3 separate regions of the Mus musculus genome follow, and all the other regions are linked to region 3. Evidence: chromatin contacts called from public ChIA-PET and HiChIP or PLAC-seq data. All regions are on one chromosome and are shown on one strand. The core of a region is the stretch at or near the end of the contact, and the rest is flanking DNA. Distances in the headings are between cores, read along the strand shown.

Region 1 (4,083 bases), core at 905-3,404, 160 kb after region 3:
GAGCAAACTCTCTTATGAACATACGAAACTTACAAATATCTGTTCCCCCAAACCAGGAAGATTCTCCCAGCAAAAGCAAACTGCACTGATATGAAAAGAGACCACTTTCTGACAGTGGATTTACACTAATTTCTCCTTTTCCTGAGTAAAGATACCACAAGTGACCGCCATCATTCTTAGCCAACTAATTTCTCTTTGTTTCTCTTACACCAGCCCTCAGTACAAGTCAAGGATAGAATACTGGGGTAAAATTCAGTAACAACAAATCTTCAGCAAGCTGTGATAATATGTGTCTTTCCTATGGTATTGTTTGGCCTAAAGTGAACTGGTTGTAGTAGTTACTTTCTGTCTACTGGGATTACAGTACACAGCCAAAAGCAACTTATAGCAGGAAGAGTTTATTTTGGCTTCAAGTTTTAGAAGTGTGGTCCATAAAGGTCTGGTGGCTGGCTGTCTGAGCAGGAAGCTGGCTGGTCATTATTTTGCAAACAGGAAACCTAGTGAATCAAGAAGTAGAGCAAGATGATTAATTCTGTAGGACCCACCCTCAGTGATGTACCTCTGTCAGCAAAGCCGCTCATCTTGAAATTTCTATAACCTCCCACAAACAGCAGCTTCAGCCAAGGACTCAAATGCAGGGGCCTGTGTGGGAGGTTTCTCACTCAAACCACACTCCAGTCACCCAGCTACTCATGACCGTGCCAGGACACTATTGACTTTGGAAATAACTTTTGCTAAATGTATTTTTCTCTTATTATTTTGATGAAAAGAAAAATAAAAAGTTGAAGATTTCTATTCTAACTGGTATGGCTACCAGATATGTTATTGTTTCCCTAAACTTATTCTCTAACGTGATGTAAAGGACAGAGATGAGATGATACAATCATTGTGAAAATGGAAAATCCTGACGAAGTCTCTTGTGTAAACTGGGAAGTCTATTTGAGTGAGTAGCCACATTAGCATCCCTAGGTATTTCTGGGACTGCCACCAGATATAAATAAACAAATAAAAATTAGAAGTCAGACGTTTTCTTCTACTGTTATATAAATCAATAAACCAAAGTCCTAAATCCCTGACAACTTGAAACACAGCTGAGTTGATTTCCAGGTGAAAATTTTTAAGGCAAACTCCCTAATCTATCATCTTTGGAGACTTGATCTCCACCACATTTACCTTGGTTAAATGATCAAAGACTCGATCCAGATGAACTGGTTGCTGTTGTACCTAGTGCTTTAACCTGGTGCTGAGTATTGTCTTTGGGAGATGATAACACGGCACGCTTCAATTGTCCGGTTTTACCCAATCGAGTTGAACAAATGAGACCATGGCATTGGCTTGTAATGCTTTTCGCCATTCTGTTATCTGAAGATTTTTAGGAAAAGATAGTATGGAAAATCATATTGTTTCTTCTGTTTGTCATTTTCCCAAAGCTCTGGTTTCACAAGTGTATTTTTCACCTCCTTTCCTCTTTCACACTTTGATTTCTGTAACAGGCTCAGAGCACTTTGTAGTGTACTTTCCATGGTGTAGCTCCACTTCTTTTCCTGCGGTGAACTAGCACCCAGTTCTGCAGGCACTGTTCTGAAGACTCGGTTACTAGAATAGTTTGAAATTATCATTTTGATACTCTTCTGGATAAATGTTCTCTTTCTCTCTTTCCCTTTCTCCTGCTCTCTCTTTCCTTGAGTTTATCTACCCTCCCAGCATACAACTTCTTTCACTTAGCTCATGTACCATGCCGATAATTCTGCTCTGTACTATGTCTTAACCTTAGGTCCCTGGCTATGGATCTCTAACCTGTGGTTAATGTGGACCTTGTTAATGGAAGCCTTCCAATCACATTTGTTGAGTCTCTTCAATAACCCGTGGAAAAGGCACTGTTTCATCTGTGAAGTATGTCAGTCGTCAAGTTCTGGAAGCTTCTGAATTAGTATATCATTACACACATGCAGTGTACTTACTTTCATCTTATTGCTCTCTGTCACCTCATAGCATGCTTTTCAAGGTTTAGAAAACAGAAAGCCACCCGGTTGTTATCTGCACGGTTATGCAGCTGAGTTGAAAAGATAAAAGGTCAGAGTTAAGTCATCGTAAAGTTTATCTCCAGAGACAGAAGGGTAATACTTTTCTTCAACTGGAAAGTCATAGCATACATACACGTCTGTTTACAGAGAGCAGCCAGTGGGGCCACCAGTCAGAAGCTAGGACTAGCCAGCCCAGGATCTGGAGCTTCGGAAAGAATGGCAGAAATGTGACATGCTGAAGAGATAGCCACTATCAGATGCCATTATGGCACAGGAAGTGAGATACTCCTCTTCCTTGGTCCCCATTTCTGCTGCTGCTTTCATTAACACAAGATAAGTCGTCGGTTGTAAACGTCCTGCTGGGAAGAAATGTGGCTACGTGCAGCATAGACAAAAGACCGGAAACAGATTGCAACACAACAGAAAAAATGACCATCTCACCCCAACTGCCCCCACCATCCCTTACCTTAAGGCTGTTTCTGTTTCACTGTACAGAGCTCTAATTCTCAATTTTTCTTAGTTTGATTCCATTTCTTCATTGCTTCCCAAGAAAAATTTCTTCCTGTATTTTCTCAGTGATTATGGTGAGGGAGAGGACCAAGAGTATATGTTCAAAGAGGCACTTGACCAGGAGAGATCATATTCTCGGTTTTTGACAGGAGTCCTTGTCCAGATGTCTGCATCATCAGGTCTAGATCTGAGGTTCAGCTTTATAATAATGATGCAATTAATGTTGGCAAGGTTTTTAACAAGCTTTCTTATCTATAGAATGAGAATGATGATGATACTAACCTTAAACTTTGTTTAATAAACAAATTAAAGAGGATACCCAATATCATCACAGCCAGTGAGTTTTGATACGTGATTATTGCTATTACTGTTTTAAACATCATTATATTACTGGTTAAATAAAAGTGCTAGTAGCCTTGCTTTGTGGTGTGTGTGTGTGTGTGTGTGTGTGTGTGTGTGTGTGTGTATGTGCATGCTTGGGTATGCAGGTACATACTTGTATGTAATGCATAGGTGTGCATTGACATGTCTATAGGTACATATGTAGGCAACAGGATGACTTTGAGTGCCATCTCAGGAATGCCATCCACTTCCATTAAGATAGAGTCTGGAGCTCAACAATTAGGCCAGCAAAATCAGCAAATGTTCTAAAAAGAAGAAAATAAATACTAATTCACAATATATTTTGATATAGAAAATTCCTTAATCAAATTGCACACCCATGAAGATCATCACTGTGGAGTTAAAATGTTGCTATTTTAATATTTCAGTGGCATTTTATAAGCATGTAGCTATGAGCATTAAAGGTTGGTGATAAAGTGTCTCCTGCTATAAAAGTGTTAACTACCAGTGCGTCCAATGCAAAGATATGCATCCATTTGATACATTTCTCCTGTCCCTCTTTTTATTACTTTTTGGAAAATGGGGCTGAATGGATGCTTTGGCTCTCCTTGTTCAATTTTTCTCCTTCATGGTGTCTATTTCACAGGTTGGTTCTGCATAAAAATGATTTAACTATGTTCAATATTTTTTAAAAAACACCAATTAACATATTTGTTGGATTTTTTTAATGCCATCAAGTCTTTGGTGAGATGGAATATCCTTTTCTAAGCTTGCTTTGGCATTGGTAAAGCTCTGTATGAGCTTCACAGTGTCTTTCCTAACTTTGGAAACAGAGGATTCAGTCCTAATATCAAAAGACACTTTGAACTTCAGCATGAAAGATATGGAAGTTAGAAAGCTGTGTTATTGCCTAAAATCTATCCAGTGCTTTGAGTCCCATTTCTATCTGGTTATTATCATCTTAGTACCATCATCTACATTGCTTGTGGAAGTGTCCAATACAAAGGCTAAATTTACACTATGGGGTAACAGTGTTTCTACTGTTTCCAATATGACTGGAGTCTGAGCATTTTTAAAACCAATGCAAATATAAGCAATTTAATGGTTGCAAGTATATTCCTGTGCAATGCAGAAATTTACTTTTTCCTTGTCAGAATAAGACAAAGGAACAAAGCATCAATGGGTTGGAATGTTTGGGTAACAGGAA
Region 2 (4,287 bases), core at 576-3,075, 190 kb after region 3:
TGGGCTGTCAATCAAGAAATATCTCACAGACATAGCCACAGGCTAATATATCTGTCATGTCTTGATTGATGTTCCCACTTTCTAGTGATTCTAGGTTCTACCAAGTTGAGAATAAAATCTAATGAACATAAAGAAGAGGGGGAGTCAACATATGGATTAGTAAGTTAACAAAAGAGAGAAGAAACATGAAATTGGGAGGGAGACATATTAGATGGTCGCAGAGAAAGTTGGGAAAGGGGGGACTTTGGGTGATATGCTCAAAATCCATCTTATAGACCCTACCAGGCTTCCCGTCATGACAATAAAGGACTGAACCTCTGAAACTGTAAGCCAGCCTCAATTAAATGTTGTGCTTTATAAAGGTTGCCTTGGCCATAGTGTGTTGCGCGCGCTCAACAGGCCAGGAAGAACGACGCTGCTACAGGATCCTTCTGCACACGTTTATTCAGTCCTGTTTCTTCTTTCTCTATATTTCCCTTGTTTATATCGCCCTTGTTTATATCTCTCCCTTGTTTATATCTCCCTTGTTTATATATCTCCCTTGTTTATATCTCCCCACTAATAGTAATCCTCTCTCGAATAATAATCCTCCCTCTAGCCTGGGCCTCTCACTCTTTTATACTCTCATCCACGCACAGCAGGCCACGCCGCCTCTCCAGGCACGCAGCCTCAGCTAATCAGGGCAGCAGGGGCAAATCTCCACCAAATTGGATTCACCGGTATCCTGGTGCACCTGCGCAGCTCTCAAGATGTTTGTGGCTTATATGAGGAAGTCAGGTGCAAGTCATACGACTTAGCTGCAGTCCCTGGCACCTTTGGGACTGCCGCCACACCCGCTCCCCACAATAGTGTCTCTTCATGGCAATGGAAATCCTAACTAAGACAATTAGTAGTAGAAATATACATATACGTATACATATACATCATATACATATACATATACATATACATCATATACATGTACATGTACATGTACATGTACATATACATATACATATACATATATATATATACGTATATGTAAAGGTATCGTGATGTCCGTCATGTCAGGTCTAAAAGAGATTTTAAGAAAGAGATGTGTTTATGTCTTATGAGGCAATAGTAAAAGTGTATTCTTTTATTAACCTTTGATGCTGGTAGAAATGTTATTTAACAAAGCCAATAGTCATTACTTTCTTCATGGAATAATTTCTAGGCACACAGTTAAGAAAAATTTGACTTGGGAAAGTTCTTTAAGCATCATTGAATGTTTCCAGCCTAAACACCCAAGAATGGAATTTTCTGTTATTCAAAGACACCAATGTTTATCACTGTTCCCAGCCTTTTAACATCAGAGACGGGCAGTTTATTGCTGTTTTATTCTCAGTTAATTCTGTATAACTCAAACATGAATGTGTAAACAGTTAATAACTGACTATGAGCAAATGAATGCAATCCTTAATCTAGAACCATTTATTTTGTTGTAGCTTTTTTTCTTTTTTTGAGAAAACATCTTTATTTCCTTAACAACCTTTGTTATCCCCACTAACCTTGTTCACAGTTAGTTTTAAGGTTTCACTTGCTCAGACTGACACCTGCAAATAGCTTTAACTTTCTGCCAGCTTCTCACCAAAATACATCGAAAACAATTTCCATGGTAATTGGGCCCTTTTAGATCCTTTAATATGTTTCTTCTTTCCTTTCTTCAACTAATTGTTCTAAGTTTTTTGTTTCTGAAATTTTTAAGCAGACTGAATTTTTCTAATGTTCTGTGTAATTTAATATGTCTCATAAAAGAAAACAAATATACCAAGAGACTATGTAAGTTGCTAAGAACCTCAGTTTATCACGTTATTGAGCTATATATTTGCCTTCCAACTGTGCTGTCATTTAGATGGAAAACTACTGATTCTACAGCCTCTTGTATTTAATTCTGCAATTAGAATATGAACTTTTAAACCAAAAATGCAGTAAAGTATTGGTAAACAGTAAAGGCAGCACATATCCAAGAGTGCTCATATTTAAGGCATGTGAAGCTGCACAGAAGAGAGCTTATTTTATATTAGTCTTTTGTATTTTTATATTTGACTGATTGAGTCAATGGAAACCAGCCCTAATTGTTGCTTTATAGGCGAACGATGGTTTCCATCACTGGCACATACTGAACCAAGCCTTCAGGGAGTACAACGGGGCTGGCCTCCTGTTTTCTGTTACTCTGCAAATCAAAAAAAGATTGGTAGTTTTGATGAATCTTTTATTTCTTTTGGTTGCCTACACAACACTCTGCCAAATTACTTTACAATAAATAATAAAAGTCAATGAGAACTATGTGTTTATTCTTGCCACCAACTCAAATAAAGGATTTTCAGTAAATGAGTTATTTCAAGTAAAGCACGGAGTTTAAAGAAAATTATTAAAAGCAAATTTGCCTTACAGTTTTATGTTAATAGGATGTATAAAACTGGAGAATAAGTTCAACTCATGTTGATGTTGTTTTAAAGATTATAGAACAATCTAAAGGTAACAAAACAATTCTAAATGTATGACTTTATCTTACAAAATGTTATTTAATGAATAAAACTTACCATGAGGATAGCATAATGCATTCAAATTCTCCATAATACTGTACCTCAGAAATCTAATTCATTGGGTATGCTAGAATAACATTGTTTTTAAATGCACTAAAATAAAACAAGCATTAGATGCTAAATGAGAAAAGACTGCACTTAATAGTAAACAGAACTTAATGTTGCCATACACACTTTCTCAATGGGAAAATACATTAATGAGGTCATTTTAATGCAAGGACATGGGGAACATCAAAGTCTGATTACTAGTAAGTACATGTCTACTTCTCTTCAAAACACGGCATTCTTCGTATCCATTGTGGTTGCTATGGGTTCCTTGCCATTACTAGTCACTGTCCCTTTTTTCACTTATAAAGAAGTCATGATGGGGAATGATTAAAAATCATTAGCCCATGATATAGGATATCTGTGTCTATGCCAAGATTTAGCTCATCATAGGAATTATTTCACATCAGAAAGCCATGACTGTACCTCTTTGCCTTTCTGTGGGGAGTGGTGTAGACCCACAGAAGCTTGCTGACCAAAGAATGAGCAAATGTGACATCTGGAAGCTATTTCAATCTTACAGGACATTCATGGAAGTGTGTTTGGGTAATTAATTGATTTAGCACATTTAAGGGATGTTCCTTCTCAATTACAATGCTGACTGTGAACTAATGGCTCAGTAAAGAAGCAATGCATGCTCCATGGCTAGGAGTGCCATTGTGCTGGTTCCTTCTCCCTCTTGGATGATACAGGCACTTAAGCTGGGGTTTAAGCTGTAAAATGTGTCTTAAAATGCCAGTCAATGGGATACTGGATAACTTTCTAGAAATTTTCAAAAGATCTGCTCCTAATACATTAAATTATATGGCTTCAGATGTATTTAGTTATTTTGCTTTACTATTACAGTGACTTGCCTCACCTAGTAATTCAAACACCTCTTAAATTACCAAACAACCATTAGGATATGCATAGATTTTATAAGCCGAAGGTTACAAGAGTACTTTACAGAGTCGGAATTTTTAGAACTCAAAAGGCTTCCTTTAAAAAAGGATTGGCAAGTTCCCGCGCTACACCCAGCTACTCTCAGACCCCGCAGTCTCGCTGGCCTGTTCTTATCTAGTGCAGAGCTCCAAAATCTTTCCACCTAGCTTGCTAAATTCCCACTGGCAGGTCGTTACAACTCCAGCCTCAGGTTTCAAAACCCTGAGGTCCTTTGTGGTGCACAACCGGCAAGCCCACACTTTCTCTCTTGAACCCAGTCAAAGTGTCCTGTGAAGGAAAACGCCTGCAAACTTTGTTCGGAAACAACGGTAACTCAATCACTGGGCACAGCAACTAGAATCCTAATCTTGTAAACCATATTAAATCTAAATCCACCAGGATTCACCATATAAGCCGGGAGACACTAGTAGCTACATCTTGTCTTCTCGCTATCCTATCCAAAAAGCCCCTAAGTTTCTCCTGCTTCCTCTCTTCCTCTGTCCAACCCAGAATCCCTGTCTACTCACCCAGAGATTGATTCCTTTCTTCATTAGGAGATGGTTCACAAGAAGTCACACGAGTTTGTAACTCATTCCTTGTTCCAGACAACCCCTCCGGGAAAGCAGAATTAACATCAAACTACAACAGCCCTAGGGCCATCCACTACATTCCTCTGTTATGTATTAAATGGTCAGTTTACCATGAGACAAAGTGGTACATGAAGTTCAGGCCGTAATAGAATGGCTGTGAACAA
Region 3 (3,999 bases), core at 312-2,811:
TGCCCTGAGGCATCCATTTAATTCCAGCAAAGGCACAGTTTCACACAGCCAGGACATAATACTCTCCTGTGTAATAGACTGAAGAGCAGAGAGGAGATGTGCTGGGGGAACCCGACTCTCAGTATGCGCCTGTCTCAGGGGACCCCCTTTAAAGAGTCTGAGGTGGCCAGAGCATTCACGTGGGGACAGGCAAGGCGTGAAAGTGACTGAAGTTCGGAACCTCTGGAGTTCCTCTGACTTCCAACCCCAGAGGATGGGACATGGGGCAACTCAGCAGACAGTCGTGGAAGCCCTGGCGCCTCAGCGCCACTCCACTCGTGCGCTTCGTGGGAAGCTGCAGCGCGGGAGCTTGCTCACTGTCCCTTGGGCCCGCCCCAGGTTGATTGACTAGACTACCATAAAACAACCTAGGGGGAGGGGCAGCCAAGGTTCCCGGAGCCAGGCGGGAATTTGGGATGATCCCAGTCTCCTTGCCTGCCATTATCAAACAACCCAAAGGCAGGGAGACCCAACTGCCTGGGGCTCTAGGCCTCCGTCGGAGCCTCAAAGGAAAGCACAAATCCCTACAGCGAATCTAGGAAAGAAAGAAAGATTTCCAGATCCTGATTTACAGGGGGGGGGGGGGGGGGGGGGGGGCAGACTAGCACCGGGTGCACCGACTCCAGTACTGGTTTGTGTACTGGAGTAGAAGAGCCAGTGCCCCGAGTTGCTATCTCCTGTGGGAGGCATAGGGTGTAGGTTGAAAAGACTGTTTCCTCCAGCAGCTGGGTCTGGGCAGGCAAAACCAGCTGACAGGTGAATGTGGTGGAAGGGAGCAAAGACATAACGCAAAGCAAAACCAAAACAACAACAACAAAAACAAACAACAACAATACCCCCTCCTCTCCCACTCCCCCCCCCAAAAAAAAAGAAAACCCCAAACTTACTTCTTCGCTGGCGCCTTCCTCGGGAGGCGTTTTGGCTGCCAATGTATTCCATAAAGTTCAAAATGATAAAAAAACAAGAAATCAGTCGCAAGTGCATAGTAACCCTGTAATGTTTCCCTTTTTTCTCTCCTTTTTCTTTTCACTGTTAGTTATATTTAATGTTTTTTTTTAAAGAAAAATATGTATGTAGGTGTTAGGCGAGTCTATACGAAGAGTAGAAAAACCAGAGCAGCGGGACTTCTCCACTGAGATCCAACAGGCGTGCTGTGATGGCAAGCGAAGCGGGACGGGTGGACCGGGAAACCAACAATTGCATTCTCAAATTGTCCGAACACAGCCGGCTGCTCTGGGGTGGCTGTCATCGCCGCGAGCGAAGGTTGCAGGAGCCTCCTGGCTGGCCGCAGGTTAGCCTCGGTTGCACAGCAGCGGCGGCTGCGGGCGGAATCCAGGCGAGCAGTGGCCCCTGGGGCTCAGAGGCTGCAGCGGCTGCGGCTGTGGCAGGGACCCCGGGAGCGCAGGGAAGCGGACGCCGTGGGTACCGCAGCCATGGTCAAGGGGCGCTGGAGAGACCCGAGCTGCTTCTGGCGTTCTGAGCAGGAGCCGCTCCAGTGTTGGGCCGGGCTAGGAGCACCCCATAGGGAAGGAGGAGGAGGGAGGGGGAGACGGGATGGCTGCGGGGGGCGGGGGGAGCTCGGGGACGGGGAGGAGCAACAACCCGGAGCGACCTCAATAACTTTCAATTTCAAGAGGGAAAGAGGGAGCTGGAAAAGTACAGGCGTTGCGATTTGGCAGATGGACGGGAAGAGGCGCCTAAGGGGTCCCGGGTCTGTGGCGGAGCATCTCTGGACTCAGCAAAGACGGCGGGAGAACGGGAGCAGGGTTGGGGGAGGGACAATTTGAACCCGGCAAGGTGGGCGCACTGGGGTTTGGTGGTTTCTGTCCCAGCTGTACCAAATACCCCAGACCCAATGCTTCTGTTGTCCTTGGCCTCTGGCAGATCTAACCACATAGTAGTGGCCATGTCCTTCAGTTCTTCAGAGACCCTGCCTCACTCCAGCAACTGCTCTTGGGAAGTTCACCACTCGACTCTCTTGTTCCTAATTTCTTGGGATTTCTGGATACAGATGCCCTCTCAACTCTTAGCCTTTCTCAGTGTCTCTCTGTTGCTTTAACCCTCCCCTCCCCCCCAACTCCCTCCCCCCCCTTTTTCCAGGGAAAGTAGCTGTGGTTGTGTTGTGTGGTCTCAAGGGGCTTAGGTGGGAGTTTACCCTTCAACTTGAAGGTGCTTTACCTGATCCTAAGGGGAGGACCCAGAGGTGTGAGCTCTCTGGGTAACCTGGATGGAAAAGCAATTGTACTGTGGCTTTCTTCCAAGCCCAGCCTTTGCTCTGCAAGATCCCCCCTCCCTCAGGCACTTCCCTAAGTAGTCACTGTTAAAGAGTGTTAATCTCTCTCTCTCTCTCTCTCTCTCTCTCTCTCTCTCTCTCTCTCTCTCATCTTCTTATGCTGTTGAGAGGATCTGTTGTACATTCTGGTTTCTCATCTGGGGGACTGAGAATACTATGTGGAAAGATTGTCTCCATTTGGTGATAATGAGTAAAGGTCCATTTCCATTTCTTGCTTCTGTTTCCAGAGCAAGGGGAGTGGGAGTAGAGGGCTCTTGGCAGTAGAGAGAGAGAGAGAGAGAGAGAGAGAGAGAGAGAGAGAGAGAGAATCAGGTTCTCAGGTTAAACCACTACCAGGGAAAAGACCAGGCCCTGGGATGACTTCCGCTGTTGGGCATCCTACCTCTTCTTCTGTAGCACAGACACTTATAGTTACTGAATTGTTTTGTTGGAGGTCACAAGCCTCAAAGCATTTTTAATGTAAACCTGTCCTAAGGGTGCTGATGAGTATTCTGAAGGATTCTTTTGTAATGCTAAAGCTTTATGCAGCATTGGATTACAGGCAGGCCACTTTGAAACCAACTGAGATTTGCAGGAGTGCCTTCAATGTATGCGTTGATAAGTTAGAGGAGAAGCAAATGCCACAGCTCCTGCCTGTCTCATTGAAAAGCACCCCAGGTTCCAGGTCTCTGGAGCCTGTTATGTAGCCCAAGATTGGGGCTGAGATGGAATGGCCTGGATACAAAAGTCAGGAGACCTCGAATAGTTTTTCTTTGCAAAGCTTTAAAACACAGAATCTGAGATGCTGGCCTTTTGTTGCTAAGTCATTATTAAATGTTTTGCCTACTTTTACTGGAAGTTTGAAAACAGGCATACTATTCTCTAAGTATGAAGAAAGCAGTGACCCTTTCAGAGTATGATTTGTCTTACTTGGTTTTAAGAATTCCCATTTACACACAGATTCTTTTTCTGGAATAAAACTTCTGGACAGTAGCAGGAGCTGCATGAGATGCACAAGGGTGCATACCCACACAAACACACACACATACCCAGAGAGAGAGAGACAGACAGACAGACACACACACACACAGGAAAAGAGAGAGAGAGAGAGAGAGAGAGAGAGAGAGAGAAGAGAGAGAGAGAGAGAGAGAGATGGAGGAGAGAACACACAGTCTACTGATAAATGACAATTTATCACTCTGAACTAGGGAAGTTGCAGATGCCCACCCAATTCCAACAATGACTATCTGGTGAAAAAACCACTGTATTTCTTTGTGCCTGTCCCCATCAGCTTTTTGTTCCTTCTTGTTTAATACCTCAGATACAGAATATCGGCATCATCAACTGTGGGGGGCTTAAAAGCTATGGGAGGTTCCCTTTGAAAAGGACTCCAGAGACAGCCTTTCTAATCCAGGCTACTTGAGCTGGATAGGATGAGATTGCAAAAGGCATATAAAAAAGCAATTTGGTGGAACAGTTCAGGGAAATGAGCACAATGACGGACACCCACTTCTCTTCTCCCCGTGTGCTCTGCAGACATATGTTCTTTAGGATGAGAACAGGAATGGCAGGGTAAGTAAATAAACAAACCCACTGAGCAGCTAAGGTTCTTGATCCATCCCAGAAAAGAAGTGTTAGATGCAGTGGGCAGGAAAAGCTTGTCAAGGAACAAGCACCATTCAGAGGAA

What was found. ChIA-PET counts read pairs in DNA pulled down with a chosen protein or histone mark. HiChIP or PLAC-seq counts read pairs in DNA pulled down with a chosen protein or histone mark.
Region 1: an SMC1A ChIA-PET map of the G1E-ER4 cell line shows a contact between it and region 3, with 6 read pairs. The contact joins the enhancer-like site here to the promoter of Rspo3 in region 3. A contact is called at or near these places in 9 of 39 promoter capture datasets (the 3T3-L1 cell line, cranial neural crest, embryonic stem cells and 5 more), 1 of 15 datasets of contacts at CTCF or cohesin (the G1E-ER4 cell line), 4 of 484 Hi-C or Micro-C datasets (embryonic stem cells, nephron progenitors and uterus), 1 of 115 datasets of contacts at active chromatin or transcription factors (embryonic forebrain) and 1 of 9 other capture datasets (embryonic stem cells).
Region 2: a contact with region 3 is called in an H3K4me3 HiChIP or PLAC-seq map of embryonic limb bud, with 2.4 times the contacts expected there. The contact joins the enhancer-like site here to the promoter of Rspo3 in region 3. A contact is called at or near these places in 6 of 39 promoter capture datasets (the 3T3-L1 cell line, cranial neural crest, embryonic stem cells and 3 more), 2 of 115 datasets of contacts at active chromatin or transcription factors (embryonic limb bud and embryonic stem cells) and 1 of 9 other capture datasets (pancreatic islet).

What each region holds. Positions count from the first base shown.
Region 1 is chr10:29,691,462-29,695,544 of GRCm38.p6, forward strand. It overlaps Gm46219 (a long non-coding RNA gene), which reads right to left. Exons shown (of 2, transcript XR_001779752.2): 2 at 1,656-3,181. Among named protein-coding and RNA genes, the nearest start is that of Gm46219, 9.0 kb to the right of the region's middle. Within about 2 kb of position 2,155, at least 11 of the 459 cell types and tissues checked have an H3K27ac peak or open chromatin away from gene starts, as enhancers often do. A contact at or near this core is called in the G1E-ER4 cell line, where this site is marked.
Region 2 is chr10:29,723,381-29,727,667 of GRCm38.p6, forward strand. No RefSeq gene overlaps it. Among named protein-coding and RNA genes, the nearest start is that of Gm46219, 23 kb to the left of the region's middle. Within about 2 kb of position 1,826, at least 2 of the 459 cell types and tissues checked have an H3K27ac peak or open chromatin away from gene starts, as enhancers often do. A contact at or near this core is called in embryonic limb bud, where this site is marked.
Region 3 is chr10:29,534,306-29,538,304 of GRCm38.p6, forward strand. It overlaps Rspo3 (R-spondin 3), which reads right to left and starts at 1,562. Exons shown (of 5, transcript NM_028351.3): 1 at 927-1,562. The coding sequence starts at 1,023.